4 separate regions of the Sus scrofa genome follow, and regions 2, 3 and 4 are each linked to region 1. A link is a contact called in public HiChIP or PLAC-seq and promoter capture Hi-C data. All regions are on one chromosome and are shown on one strand. The core of a region is the stretch at or near the end of the contact, and the rest is flanking DNA. Distances in the headings are between cores, read along the strand shown. Region 1 holds the start of ZNF131 (zinc finger protein 131). Region 2 holds the start of CCL28 (C-C motif chemokine ligand 28). Region 3 has its middle 77 kb from the start of SELENOP. Region 4 holds the start of HMGCS1 (3-hydroxy-3-methylglutaryl-CoA synthase 1).

What was found. Promoter capture Hi-C pulls out the DNA fragments that hold promoters and counts their contacts. HiChIP or PLAC-seq counts read pairs in DNA pulled down with a chosen protein or histone mark.
Region 2: a contact with region 1 is called in a promoter capture Hi-C map of fetal liver, with 2.1 times the contacts expected there. The contact joins the promoter of CCL28 here to the promoter of ZNF131 in region 1. A contact is called at or near these places in 2 of 5 promoter capture datasets (fetal liver and liver), 1 of 47 Hi-C or Micro-C datasets (liver) and 2 of 2 datasets of contacts at active chromatin or transcription factors (alveolar macrophages and skeletal muscle).
Region 3: a contact with region 1 is called in an H3K27ac HiChIP or PLAC-seq map of alveolar macrophages. The contact joins the enhancer-like site here to the promoter of ZNF131 in region 1. A contact is called at or near these places in 1 of 5 promoter capture datasets (liver), 6 of 47 Hi-C or Micro-C datasets (heart right ventricle, liver, mesenteric adipose tissue and 3 more) and 1 of 2 datasets of contacts at active chromatin or transcription factors (alveolar macrophages).
Region 4: a contact with region 1 is called in an H3K27ac HiChIP or PLAC-seq map of alveolar macrophages. The contact joins the promoter of HMGCS1 here to the promoter of ZNF131 in region 1. A contact is called at or near these places in 2 of 5 promoter capture datasets (fetal liver and liver), 6 of 47 Hi-C or Micro-C datasets (alveolar macrophages, epiblast stem cells, fetal skeletal muscle and 2 more) and 2 of 2 datasets of contacts at active chromatin or transcription factors (alveolar macrophages and skeletal muscle).

The regions. Positions count from the first base shown.
Region 1 is chr16:27,812,373-27,815,585 of Sscrofa11.1, forward strand. ZNF131 (zinc finger protein 131) reads left to right here and starts at 1,602. Exons shown (of 7, transcript XM_021076671.1): 1 at 1,602-1,827; 2 at 2,731-2,869. The coding sequence starts at 2,746.
Region 2 is chr16:28,009,238-28,012,450 of Sscrofa11.1, forward strand. It overlaps CCL28 (C-C motif chemokine ligand 28), which reads right to left and starts at 1,622. Exons shown (of 3, transcript NM_001024695.1): 1 at 1,552-1,622. The coding sequence starts at 1,615.
Region 3 is chr16:27,623,444-27,626,656 of Sscrofa11.1, forward strand. It overlaps the pseudogene LOC106506477. Among named protein-coding and RNA genes, the nearest start is that of SELENOP, 77 kb to the left of the region's middle. Within about 2 kb of position 1,493, at least 9 of the 83 cell types and tissues checked have an H3K27ac peak or open chromatin away from gene starts, as enhancers often do. A contact at or near this core is called in alveolar macrophages and liver, where this site is marked.
Region 4 is chr16:27,955,531-27,958,743 of Sscrofa11.1, forward strand. It overlaps HMGCS1 (3-hydroxy-3-methylglutaryl-CoA synthase 1), which reads right to left and starts at 1,666. Exons shown (of 11, transcript NM_001252215.1): 1 at 1,609-1,666. It overlaps LOC106508153 (a long non-coding RNA gene), which reads left to right and starts at 1,899. Exons shown (of 3, transcript XR_001304747.2): 1 at 1,899-2,021.

The sequences.
Region 1 (3,213 bases), core at 352-2,851:
TAAAACAATCTCATCCATTTTCGTGGCCTCAATATCCTCTTTATGCTAAAATTTTCCAAATCTCTAAGGTTAGCTCTCTTTTCTAAGCTCCATAGATTCTTATATGAATTACTTAGACGACATCGTCTCCATTTAGCTGTCTCCTTAAAATTATCCTTCCCTGCCTCATCTCTCCCCAGTCAGTTCCTCCAGTTGTACTCCCTATTTTGGTAAATGGTACCAACAACCTACCAGCTCAAGCCAAAAATCTTGAAGCCATCCTTGACTGTTCTCTCTTATATATATAGCCATGAGGTACTTTCCAGACAATGTTGATTCTGTCTCTAGATTCTATCTAGTTTTTTCTTTATATACATGTACTTTTTTCATATTCCATCTAGTTTTCTAATCCCATTTGCCACCATGGTTTCATCTAGATTACTAACACCTTCTCAATAAGTCTTTACTCTTTGTATTTTGTCCCATTTAATCTATTTTCCATATTAGAGCTATAATTCTCTTTTTTTTTTTTGCCCCCCTTGGGGCCACACCCGCAGCATATGGAGGTTCCCAGGCTAGGGGTTGAATCGGAGCTACAGCTGCCAGCCTACACCAGAGCCTCAGCAACACAGGAACCTTGCAGCGTCTGCGACCTACACCACAGCTCAGGACAACACCAGATCCTTAACCCACTGAAAAAGGCCAGGGATGGAACCGGCAACCTCATGGTTCCTAGTCATATTCATTTCCGCTGTGTTACAACGGGAACTCCCTATAATTCTCTTCTTAAACAGAGTTCCCTTGTGGTGCAGCAGATTAAGGATCCAGTGTGGTCACTGCAGCAGCCCTGACCTAGGAATTTCCACAATACATTGAGCCAGGACAAAAAAAAGTAAAATTTACCATGTCGCTTTCCTGCTCAACCTTCAAGACTTTCCATTGTGACTATAAGAAAATCTTAACATCTTCAGCACTTTTTACAAGGCCCCTGTGGGTCTGTCTAGTAACATTCTTTCAGCTCCTGGAATGCTGTAGCCTTGGTGCCTCTTGGCTAAGAACACTCAACTTCATATTGCTTCTTATAGGTCACCAGTTTTCCTTGACTCCCAGATTATCTTGTTCTTCACATCTCATAACACTCGGTAGTCAGCACTCATGCAATTAAATGTTCAAAATGTCTCCTCCATAAACTAAGATTGGGAAGGCAGAAACTACATATGAGTTATTCACTGTTGGATTTCCCAGTCCCTTAAACAGTGCCTTAGCACAACGCCGGCTCTCAATAAATGACTAATGAAATAGTTACATTTACCCTTAATCAATACTAAATTCTTCCCTAATCCCAATCTTCCTTTTGAGAGAAAAGACTAAGCCTTGATCATATCATCTTCAAAAAGTCATTTTTTCAGAGGAATGAATGAATGACTTCAGTTACGTGAGCTGATTATGGGTCAACGGCCTCTTCAAGCGCGCAGATTGGGAAACAGAGAGCTGCAGTAATAGTACTAGGTGTAAAAATCAGAGCAGATGCAGGTCCTGAGCCTAGCAAACATGTGCTACTCGCCGAGCACTGAGAGGGCGGGCACCCGGGAGGAAGATCCTAGGCGGCCGGAACGTGCTCGCGCCCGTGGCCGCCGCAGCCGGCGCGGCGGCCACCCGGGTCTCGGAGCGAGCGCACGTGCGCCGGCCGGACCCAAGCGGAGAGAGCTCCGACACTCGCAGGAAATGGCGGGCGAGGCGTCGTTTAGGGGTAGGGAAAAGCGTGGGGCGAGTCACACCCCAAGAGGGGAGAGCAGAGAAGGAAAGGCTTTCGGGGACGGAAAGGAGAGAGGGAGGATCGTGAGCTAGGTAAGGCGGCCGGACCTAGGCCTTGGGAGGGAAGGGGGCGGGGCGGGACTGGGGGCGGTTAAGCAAAAGCACACTGGGAACCGGTTGCGAGTTTATTCTGAGGTCCGGGTTGGAAGTGTTCACACCTGGAATCAGACGTGGGCGTGGGTGGAAGGTGGGGCTCCACTCAGGACAAAGCCAGGCCCTATACCGGCTCAACCCAACCACACCCGCACTTCCTCCTTCCAGAGCTGGCGCCCTCGGCTCCGCGAGCGCCAAATCCTCTCCGTTAGCTCCGCCCTGCCACTACAAGAGGGCGGGTGGGGGCGTAGCTCAGTGGGTCGGCGCTCAGTAGGCGTCCGCGTCAGCCGGAGCACGACGCGGTGACGCAGCACGTCGACGTAAGTGACGCGCAAGCCCGGGCCGCTCCTCCTTCCCTGAGTGAGTGCCGGCCCGGTCGGGGCGGGGGAGAAGAGGGAGGGCGGGGGAGGGAGAGGCGACCCGGGAGTCGTTGTGGGCCGCGGGCCGGACCGGGTCCCGGGGCGGTGGAAGCCAGGGCCGGGCCGAAGGGCTTGGCGGGCCGTTAGAGGGCCGCGGCGGCTGTCGGGTCCCCTCCCCTGCCGGACTTGCGCGCCCCAGCGCCCGGAGCCTCCGGCGCTGTGCCCACCCCGCTCCAGCTCGCGTCTCCCGACTCCAATTAGGTCAGGCTCGGAGTCCCGCGGCCGCGGCTCCGGCGCCCTACGCGCGGCGGCCGCCCGGCTCGCCTTTCTTTCTTCACTCGTTTTCCTCTCCTCTTGCCTCACCCTCCCCCCTTCTTTTCACGTTGCTGGGTTTTGTTTTTTTGTTGTTGTTGTTTTATGCTTTAGGGGTTTTGTTCCTCAGCCCGAGCTCATGAGTGTACATTATCATGCTCCTCTTTTGTAGAGCAACCCGACGGCCATGGAGGCCGAAGAGACGATGGAATGCCTTCAGGAGTTCCCTGAACATCATAAAATGATCCTGGACCGATTGAATGAACAGCGAGAGCAGGACCGGTTTACTGACATCACCTTGATTGTCGACGGTGGGTACGGTGGTGGGCTGAGGAGCGAATTGTGGCTTCAGTTCTCATCTCCCTTTCCTCCACCCGCCTTTTTTACCCACCTTCTAAGGACTCTGTATCTAAAGTCTGCGGGGGGTGTGCACTTAAATGTCCCCTCACGGTAGACCATGCTGCAGAAGGCTGGTCACGCTTTCAACATAAACATGGCATTTTAACAACTTGCAGCCTTTTGAAGTGTTTCCCATTGCACACATTAGTGCACCATGATGGTATTGGGATAGGGAGGATGTCTCCAAATGTTCGGTTAGTGGAGTTCTGATGATAAACTGCTTTGAGAAGTCTCACAGGAGTCATTTGGGGAGTGT
Region 2 (3,213 bases), core at 372-2,871, 200 kb after region 1:
CTGCAGGGACAGATAGAAACAGGCCAGGAAGCTGAAGGGGGAGGTGTGTATGCCTTCATATCAAAGCCTTACATGAAAAAAAAATTGCATTGCCAAAACTAGGAATAAGGCCTTAGCTAGTAAACTTTTGGGAAACAATGGATGTGAGTCCTAAAATTTCAATGGTGACATTTTCCACAAAATTTACAGAAATATAAAATGGCAAGCTTTTTGTCTTGATAAGATAGATGGATAGAGAAGAAGAACTGATTATCCAGATTTTTCCTGTGCTCAGCAATACAAGCTCAGTACATTGGGGCAGTGTATTGGAATCTCTAAGCAAATGCCTACAGAGGAGGAACCAGGCAATTAATAAGTTGATAGCCACTTCAAAGAAGGGCAGGAGCTAGTCTGCTCTAGCCATTTCTTGCCAGATATAATTTTTCAGAAGAGTCTCTAAAATCCAAGTTGTATGTGTGTATATACGAGTATGTGTATGTGAAATCATTTTAAAATACTGGCTTAGTTTTTTTTAAAAGCAAACCAAACAAAACTTACATTTTACCTGTTCTGAATTTAGAGAATCTATTCAGGGTAAATTTTCAGAAAAGAATACAGTAGAAAAGAGTCTTATCAGTCAAGTATTAAATACTTATATTTACGGTTTCCTGAACACAGTAGAAAAGATTGTCTCCAGTCCAAATAGTTATAATCTCCATATGGAGATTATACATGTATGTGCTAGCAACTCACAACTGAAGTTCTCTTTGGAGTTCCCGTTGTGGTCCAGCAGAAACAAATCTGACTAGGAACCATGAGGTTGTGGGTTCAATCCCTGGCCTTTTTCAGTGGGTTAAGGATCTGGTGTTGCCATGAGCTGTGGTGTAGGTTGCAGATGCGGCTTGGATCTGGTGTTGCTTCAGCTCTGGTGTAGGCTGGTGGCTACAGCTCCAATTCGACTCCTAGCCTGGGAACCTCCATATGCCTGGGTGCGGCCCTGAAAAGACAAAAGACGAAAAAAAAAAAGTTCTTTTTGATGTAATTTGTATGGTTCAGTCTCCTTTATCCTGTATCCCGTTTTTAAGATCAGATTGAAATTTTGGTTTTCAGTGTCCACAGACCTGACTTTGTTCAGATAGCTTGCAGCTTACCAGACCATATACTAGAAGGTTGAGTTGGTCTTATTTTCAGGAATATGTGCACTTGTATTCAGACAGTTTAGCTGGTCAGGGTGAGGGGAGGGAAGCAGTTGAATAATAGGGGATTTTCCCCTAGCCTCTACCTGGAGATTTTTCTAAGATACTGTTATCAGAAAAAGAAGCACTGCTCAAAGTTGCACTGGTATGGTAGGATCTCATCCTTCTTGTGGCTAATTACTGATATTCCTGTTCAAATGAGGTTCCTTCCTGAAGTTGCCTCTTGGAGATGAGGAGTTAAACCTATGCCATTCTCATGTAGATAACTGGAAATTCCTGCCCCTAATTGCTGGAGTACCTCACCCCCTCCAGCTCCAACTTGGAAGGCAGCCCCCCTCCTTCCACCGGAGGCTGAGATAGTCAGCCCCTCACTCACCTTCCGAGGGATGAAGAGCCACACAGGCAGCCAAGGCCACGAGAGCAAGTCCTGTGTGCTGCATTCCTGCCCAGCCGCTCAGCAGCACCGCAGGTGAGGCTGTAAGATCAGGAAATGAGGCTAAAAGTGTCCTTGGTTGCAGAGAAAGAGCGAGGAGGAAAGCCAGCCAGAAAGCCCCGCCCTGGGAGGTGCTAGGGTACCTGTTTCTCATGTTTCTTTCCTTGAGACCAGGCTCTTTCTTAAGAAAGATGTTAGTGGTGATCTGACATCTGGTGAGGTCCTAGTGGATTGAGGTGTGCATCAAAACTTGGGAGCGATTAAAAAAAAAATAGCTACCTCCATGAATTCCTCCACAGACTTATAAATCAGAATTTGGGTGTAGGGGACCAGGAATATGAATTTTTAAAAAGCCCCATGGGCAACTCTGATGGACACCTCCATTGAGAACCATTATATAAAGGAATTAGAGTTTTAAGTAGCTTGTTGAAACTAAGAGTTTCTGGGGACAAAGGTGGCAAGTCATAAAAAACATTATCTGGTGGGAAGATGGAAAAATTCTACCCCACTCTGATTTTGGTTTACTGCCAAAATGCTTCCAGTGAGGCTGTTAGTTTATTTAGAAGAAAGGTATAAAACAGGTGGAGAGCCCTCTTCCCTCTAGGTTGTACCTGATGAAAAAGAGCCCTAGAGCAGGTTGAGCAGGCATGAGGAGGTATGGGTTCTAGTCCAGCTTGCTACTAATCAGCTTTGTGAATAAAACTCTAGGGTAGGCTGAGGGTAATTGGATTCTAATCCAGTCTTTTCTGCTAATTGGTTGCATAACCTCAGCAAATGTACTTAACTTTTCTGTAAAGAAGATGTCAGGCTGGGTGATCCCAAGTGCTGCCATGCTTCCTCTAACGGCGCTCTCATGCTTCTTGTCCACATGTGGCCCTTGAACATCTGGAATGTGCTAGTCCAAATTCACATGAGCTGTAAGTGCAGTACACACACCGGATTTCAAATATGGTACAAAGAAATATAAAATATCTAATAATTTGTATCTTGATTATATGCTCAAATGATAATATTTGGATATATTGAGTTAAGATATATTCTTAAAATTAATTTCACCTGTTTCTTTGTACTTTTTTGATGTGACTCCTCAACATTCTAAGTTGCATATGTTTGCATTGGGCACTGCTGCTTTATAAGGTCAGGAACTTGAGGTCAGAACTGTACCTCAGCTGTCAGTTGTGGTACTTAACCAAGCTCCAATTTCACTATCAAGAACTGCAGTTATAATAAAATGGGAAATGAAGAGTTTGGGGAAGCACAGAACTAGGCAAAGAATGAGAAGACCTTGTCATGCAGAACAGCCATTCCAAACTCTGCCACTGAGCAAGAAGACCTTGCCAAAAGGCTCAGAAATTGAGCACAGAGAACCTGCAGAAGTGACTTTCAAGGCCCTTGAGACTGTGTGCACCTGCCACAACCACACAGCCTCTCTGGACTAAGCAGCATGCTCTGAAGGTAAGTCAGGAAAGTCATGCAAAAGTTATGGTAAAAAGTTATTTTGATTTACAAAAATTTACAAAGTTTTGGTTTTTGTTTTGCTTCTTTAGGGCCACACCAGTGGCATATGGTTCCCAGGCTAGGGATCAAATCGGAGCTGCAGCTGCC
Region 3 (3,213 bases), core at 243-2,742, 190 kb before region 1:
ACCCATTGCTATGAACTGCTAGGGCAGAATTTGATGTGAAGAGAACTGAAATAACAGCATGAATCTCACAGAATCACATAAACAAGCTATAGATGTTATCATGAGGCCATTATGTTATGAGACTGTGTTTCCTTCTATCAGATTTCTGTGAAATTTGAGATGAGGGCAGGAGTTTAAAATGTTTCAGTTGCATACAATTCATGAAGACCAGAGGGCAGGAGTCTTTTTTTAAGGAAGAGGGAGTTCCCTGGTGGCCTAGCAGTTAAGGATCTGACATTGTCACTGCTGTGGTACAGGTTTGATCCCTGGCCCAGGAATTCCACATGACTAGGTCAAGGCCAAAAAAATAATAGTAATAAAGGTACAAATTCTGGATTGTTCAAGGAAATTGATTAAATTATAAAGAACATATTTCACAAACTTTCTGAAAATAATAGATAAGTGTCTACTATGCATGGATAACTATTATTAACATTCAGATGCATGTCTTTTCAATCTTTTCTCCTTGCATGGTTTTGAGCTTGCTTTTAGGTTTTTGGTTTGTTGTATATTTGTCATCAGACTGAGTACACAGGTATATACCTTGCCTTTTTTTTTTTTCCCAACTGCGCATTGACAAGAGTCTTTTGTATTTCCAAAATCTCATCGTATCTGCTTGAAAAATCCATTAAGTGAATTATTAATAGTTTATTTCACCACTCCCCTATTGAGAACACCTGATTTTGTTTTTGCCACACCCACAGCATGCAGAAGTTCCTGGGCAGGGATTGAACCACAGCAGTGACAATGCCAGACCATTAACCTCTAGGTCAACAGGGAACTCCCAAGAACACGAGTTATTTTTAATTCTAGTATTATTCAATACCAGAAATTAAACTGGAAAGAAAATTTGCATGCAGAAAGCTAAGTCTTAAGAATATATTTACAGAAATCAGATGTTTTCACCAGCAATTTTCATTCTTTTCTGGCAAAGGGCATTAAGATCAGCATGTTTCTTGTATTCACCATTTACTTTTGAGAAACACATGATCATTCCCTTGAGTATCGTTCATACTCAGGGTTCATAAATCTGGGCCTTCACAAACTGGACTTACTACAGTGACATCTGGCATTTCAATTTGGGGTTAACAGATACACACTACTATTTATAAAATGCATCATCAACAAGGACTACTATATAGCACAGGGAATTCTACTCAATATTCTGTAATAACCCATATAGGCAAAGAATCTGAAAAAGAATAGAAATGTGTAACTGAATCACTTTGCTGTAAACCTGGCACTAACACACTGTAAATCAGATTCTAATAGAAAATAAAAAAATAAAAAATAAAATTCACTTAAAATTTTTTAAATAAATTTTTTTAAAAAAAATTCCCTGGAATGAGTTGTTTCACTACTATTAAGGTATAGTTGATTTACAATGTTGTGCCAGACTCCAGGAAAGTCTTAATACAGGCTGTCACCACTAGATGTCAGCAAAGCTCTAAAGCACTGCATGCAAATTCTAATGCAGTGGCTCCGTGTGTCTTATCAGCCACCAGGTGATGCCAGTGTTGGTGCTACAGAAAGCACAGGTGCAATGGCCCTGCTCTAAAAGCTGCTTCACACTGGAATGGCCCAGAAGGCTTTATGACCATGGCTGTGATGCCTATATCCTGGCCTCGGGAACAGTCTCCCTGGATGATTCTAACATACAGCCAAGGTTGAGAACCATAACTCTACTCACACTACAAGTCCAAAACATGCACATGACAGCTACAGCCTGATGAGCAAGACAAGACTCTAGACTGTCCTATCCTCCCCCAAATTTCATTTGAGAGGTGAAGACCTTAGGCCTAGAGATGCTAACACACTTCATCAAGATCACACTAAGGAGAGTTCCTGTTGTGGCACAGCAGATATGAACCTGACTAGTAAGTATCCAAAGGACACATGTTTGGTCCCTGGCTTCGCTCGGTGGGTTAAGGATCTGATGTTGCCATGAGCTATGGTATAGGTTGCAGACACGGCTTGAATCTGGCATTGCTGTGGCTGTGATGTAGACAAGCAGCTAAAGCTCTGATTCAACCCCTAGCCTAGGAACCTCCACATGCTGCGGGTGCAGCCCTAAAAAGCAAAATCACACCAAGGTCTTAGTTTAATACGATTTCCACTAAAACATAGCTGGGAAATTTTCTGCTCACCTGTATGCCTTAATCACATCTCCAGTGGGATTGTTATGGCTCATCACCTCAGCTGAGATCTGTCCAGGTTAATTCTCTTATGCGATGGGGAGACAGAGGGTGTGCTGGAGATTCTTCTTCCTTCACAAACAGGCCAGAGAAGGTAAAGAGAATAGCCCCAGTAGGTTCTCCCTCATTATCCCCATCTTGAGAAGCACGTGGATATGCCCTTTGCCCTCACACTCTCACCCAGAACACAGCCCCACTGCCCGTAAAAGTCCATAGACCTCAAAACCACACATCAGCTGCTCAGAGTCAGTTTCACCAATAACCAGGGGGAATAACACATGAGAAGCTACTGAAGGCTGAATTGGGGGGCCACCCAATGAGAAGGTCACAGTGAAATTTCAGGACAGAAACGCAAATCTGAAGGTCAGCCTAGCATGCCCAGCAGTACTGTTTGTGCAGCCCCAGCCAGTGGGTCCCACTGCTTCTCCCCAAGCTAAGGCCTCAGACACGCCTCCTGGAGTGCCCCTGCAGGGATCAAGCTCTGTCCTCCAAGCCTTCTTATATGTGCCCTTAAAACTGAACACTGATGGAGTTCCCTCATGGCCTAGCAAGTTAAAGATCCAGCACTGTGATTGCAGTGATACAAGGTTAGATCTCTGGCCCCAGGGTATCATGGGTGTAGCCAAAGGGGGAAAAAAAAAAACTCTGAAAACCATGCTGAAAACTCAGAAGCATGCTGCAATCTAATTACAAGCAAGCTAAGATGCCACCTTAGGCCCTTCATCCCCCCTCCAAGTGCTGCTTCATTTCTCAGCTCCCCTTTATAGCAAAACTTTTTTTTTTTCTTTTTTGTCTCTGTCTTTTCTACAGCTGTACCCGCAGCATATGGAGGTTCCTAGGCTAGGGGTCTAATTGGAGCTGTAGCCACCAGCCTATGCCAGAGCCACAGCAACACCAGATCAGAGCCACAATCTGTGACCTACACCACAGCTCATGGCAGCGCCAGATCCTTAACCCACTGGGTGAGGCCAGGGATCAA
Region 4 (3,213 bases), core at 416-2,915, 140 kb after region 1:
ATATAAAAATAAAAAATGAGGCCCAGAATTAGCCCAATAGATGACGTGGCCTTCTATGGTCCCAAACACAATATCCATTTAACTCTCCCCACTGGAAATACTTTTTGAGAACTGGCATTACTAACTAAACCAAACTAAACTGAAACCGATTAAAGGGCAGATTTACAAACTTAGACCAACAAAGTTTAGACACAGAAAAGAAAGTCTTTCTCCTTTCCCATAAGATACACCATTATCCTGCTCTCCTTATCCACACAAAAATAACTGAACTTTTAAAAATAAAGAACACAAACTGCCTAGACGTCTCAAGCTACAAAGAACCATTTGGCACCGATACAGGCTAAGGACTTTCAATTTGCCTTCTAATAGAAATCTATGCAATAAAAGTCCAAACTCCACCTCAGAAGGAAAAATCTGCTAACTATACAAGCACTTCCATTTGTCTTAATTTTGTCATTTATTTTTCCATTGTTTTTCATGATTCATCCCTGGAATAGAGCGAATGCTACTTAGCAGCAGGCAGAACACATCATCCTGCAGCCCGTTGGCAAGAGCACGGGGAGTGGGGAGTGGGGAGCGGAGAGCTTCAGTTGAGGTGAGCAAAGAAGCCTGTGATGCGCTAAAACCAAGGTCCTAGGGCAAACACGACCAGCTGGGACAGCCCCACTTTACCTGTTGTCCACATCTTTCCTCCAGGCTGGGTCAGAGTAATCCTTTCTCTACCACCAGTCAGGGCAGGACACACATTTTTCAAAGACTCCATATACTGAGCTTTGAAATGTCCTTGGTTTAAGTCAAAACCTATTGTGCGTGAACACTCTGTAGGTGCCTCCCCCTTACTTCTTATCAAGTCAGGCTAGTCCTGAAGTCATTAGCAGGAGGGAGACAAGAAACATCAAGGAAACCTATTTGTTTTTAATGGGCATTAAAAATACGTAGGCGAGAACGTGGCAGACGGCAATCTGCTATATTTGAAGCAGGCACAGGCCGAAGCAGTCAAAAGCCCAAAGTGCTCAGCCAGGTAAAATCACTGTTGTGATGCCCTGTCGCACCTGAGCTAGAGAAGGAGTAATGCTACCCAGCTCACTTCCTCCCGGTAAATATGCCAGGAGGACACACCCCCTGCCAACCTACAAGCCTCCAAGTGTGATCTTCCCCATGCTTCTGTGTCCACCCTAAGCCAAGTCTCCAGGACCACCCCCCCCACCACTGCCTCGCCGCAACCCATCTCCTTTCTCGTCCCCCTCATGTGCCCCCCTCCCATCCTCTCAAGGCGGTCACAGCCACTTCTCTGGCACCTCCAGCTCCTGAATGACTGTCATCAGAACCCTAGCCCTCAACGCCCTCTACCCTCTGCGACTCGCCTGCCCACATCAGTGGGCCCCGGTCCCTCCTAGGACCTGCCGCGGTGGGCCTCCGCAACTTGGCACGGCTCCCCATCCTCCGCTCACGGCTCCCCATCCTCCCGGGCCGGGTCTAGCCTCAGCCCTGACCCGGACGGAGCCAGAGCTCCTTCGGGCCTAGTCAAGGACACCGACTCCGCGGAGCCCTCACCGTGCCCACGGGGCCTCAGCAGCCCAAGTCTCCTTCTCCGCGCGGGACACTCACCCAAATGTGACCCGGCGGTGGCCGTGGAAAAATAACGACCAACGGATGGGGAGTACGCGGCGCTTCCCCTCTGCCACCAGCTTTATAGTGGCCGACCCACCCGACTCCGGCACCGCCGGGAGTCTCTGGGAGGTGGGACAGTGGCTCCAGCAGCCAATCGCGGAGGGCAGAGTAGCCTGGCAGCGCCCGTCCCCCAACCCAGCTTCAACCAATCCAAAGGAAACTAGAGGCGGGATTTTCCCTCGTGGCTTCAAGGGCGGGGGAAGGGGCGGGGACAAAGCCAGAGGGCAAGGAAGTGGGGTGAGAGAGTGACGTGTGGTGGCCCGAGAGCCGGCCTACCAATGACAGAGCGGCGAGACACGGCGAGAACCAACAGGAGCGGAGTGAGAGGTTCTCCACCCAATTGGAGCCGTGTGAGTAGAGATGCGGGCCAATGAAACCTTCGCGTCCCACCACTGGGGCGAGATGGTCAAGTGAGGGAGGCAAGTCTTCCTTGTCGACGAGTCTGTCAGGTTGCCTAGCAACCAGAGCTAGGATTCGCCTATAAGATTTCTGAAATACTTGATTTTAGTTCAATCTTAACGTTTTCTAGTTTCCCAGAGCAGCCAAGTGCTCCAGCATTACAAGTTGGAGCAGAATATGTCACTAAAATTTGTAAATTGGCAAATATTTACATAACAGGTTCTAAATACCAGATTTGCAGATACTCAGTAGTGTCACGTCTATACAAAACTCCCTTAACTGTATTATTGGGACAGTTCTTCCTAATTAAAACTAAAATGTGATGGTTTGGGGTTAGACACCAGTGAAGAGGGTAAGGGGCCTTGCCTAAGCAGGGAGTAGGTCCTTATTCTGGGATTTTTGCTAGCCCATACACTCTGAGGGAATGGGCTCCATCTGGCCCATTTCTCACTATCTTCTGAGTTTATGTGGTACTTGACTAATAAAAGGTTGTTGAAAGAAGGAAAAGGGCCCCAAATTCTCAGTAAGTCCACAGGGTATTGACTACCTAGTTTCCTCAGAAAATATAGAGGAGCATGTCAAGCTGGAGGAAATCACTCAAGCACTGGGAGAATCCAAAGGAGGACAATTATGGCCTTAAATTAGACTCTGCCTCATCTCAGATAGAGAAATGGTAGTACTTAGTCTTGATGGGAGACCATGAGAGGTTCAGAGTTGTTTCTGTCTCTCTCTCCTCCTCAGTTTCATTATGACCCAGAAAAGCAGTTGATAAGAGGACTTTGATGATTCTATGCAGCACACAACTTCTATTATGTGAAATTCATTATCCGCTATAGATACTAACCTAGTAAGAGACATTCTTAGGAAAGTGGCAAAATATATTGGTAATGGAGCCACTATGAAGTAGTGGCATAAATTATTTGGGAGAGAGGACCACTTGATAATGGTAATACTCCACAGCGTTGCCCATGACATTCTATTCCAGAATCAATATCATTAATACCTTCGTAAAGTAGGTGATAAAAAGAGAGAAACACTGCTTGACTGTGACCAACACCAGTTCTGAGGGCAGATTTAAACATTCTTAGCATGTTAAAATGCATTGAAAGGTATTAAGGACAACCACTAGAAAGAAGATAAGGC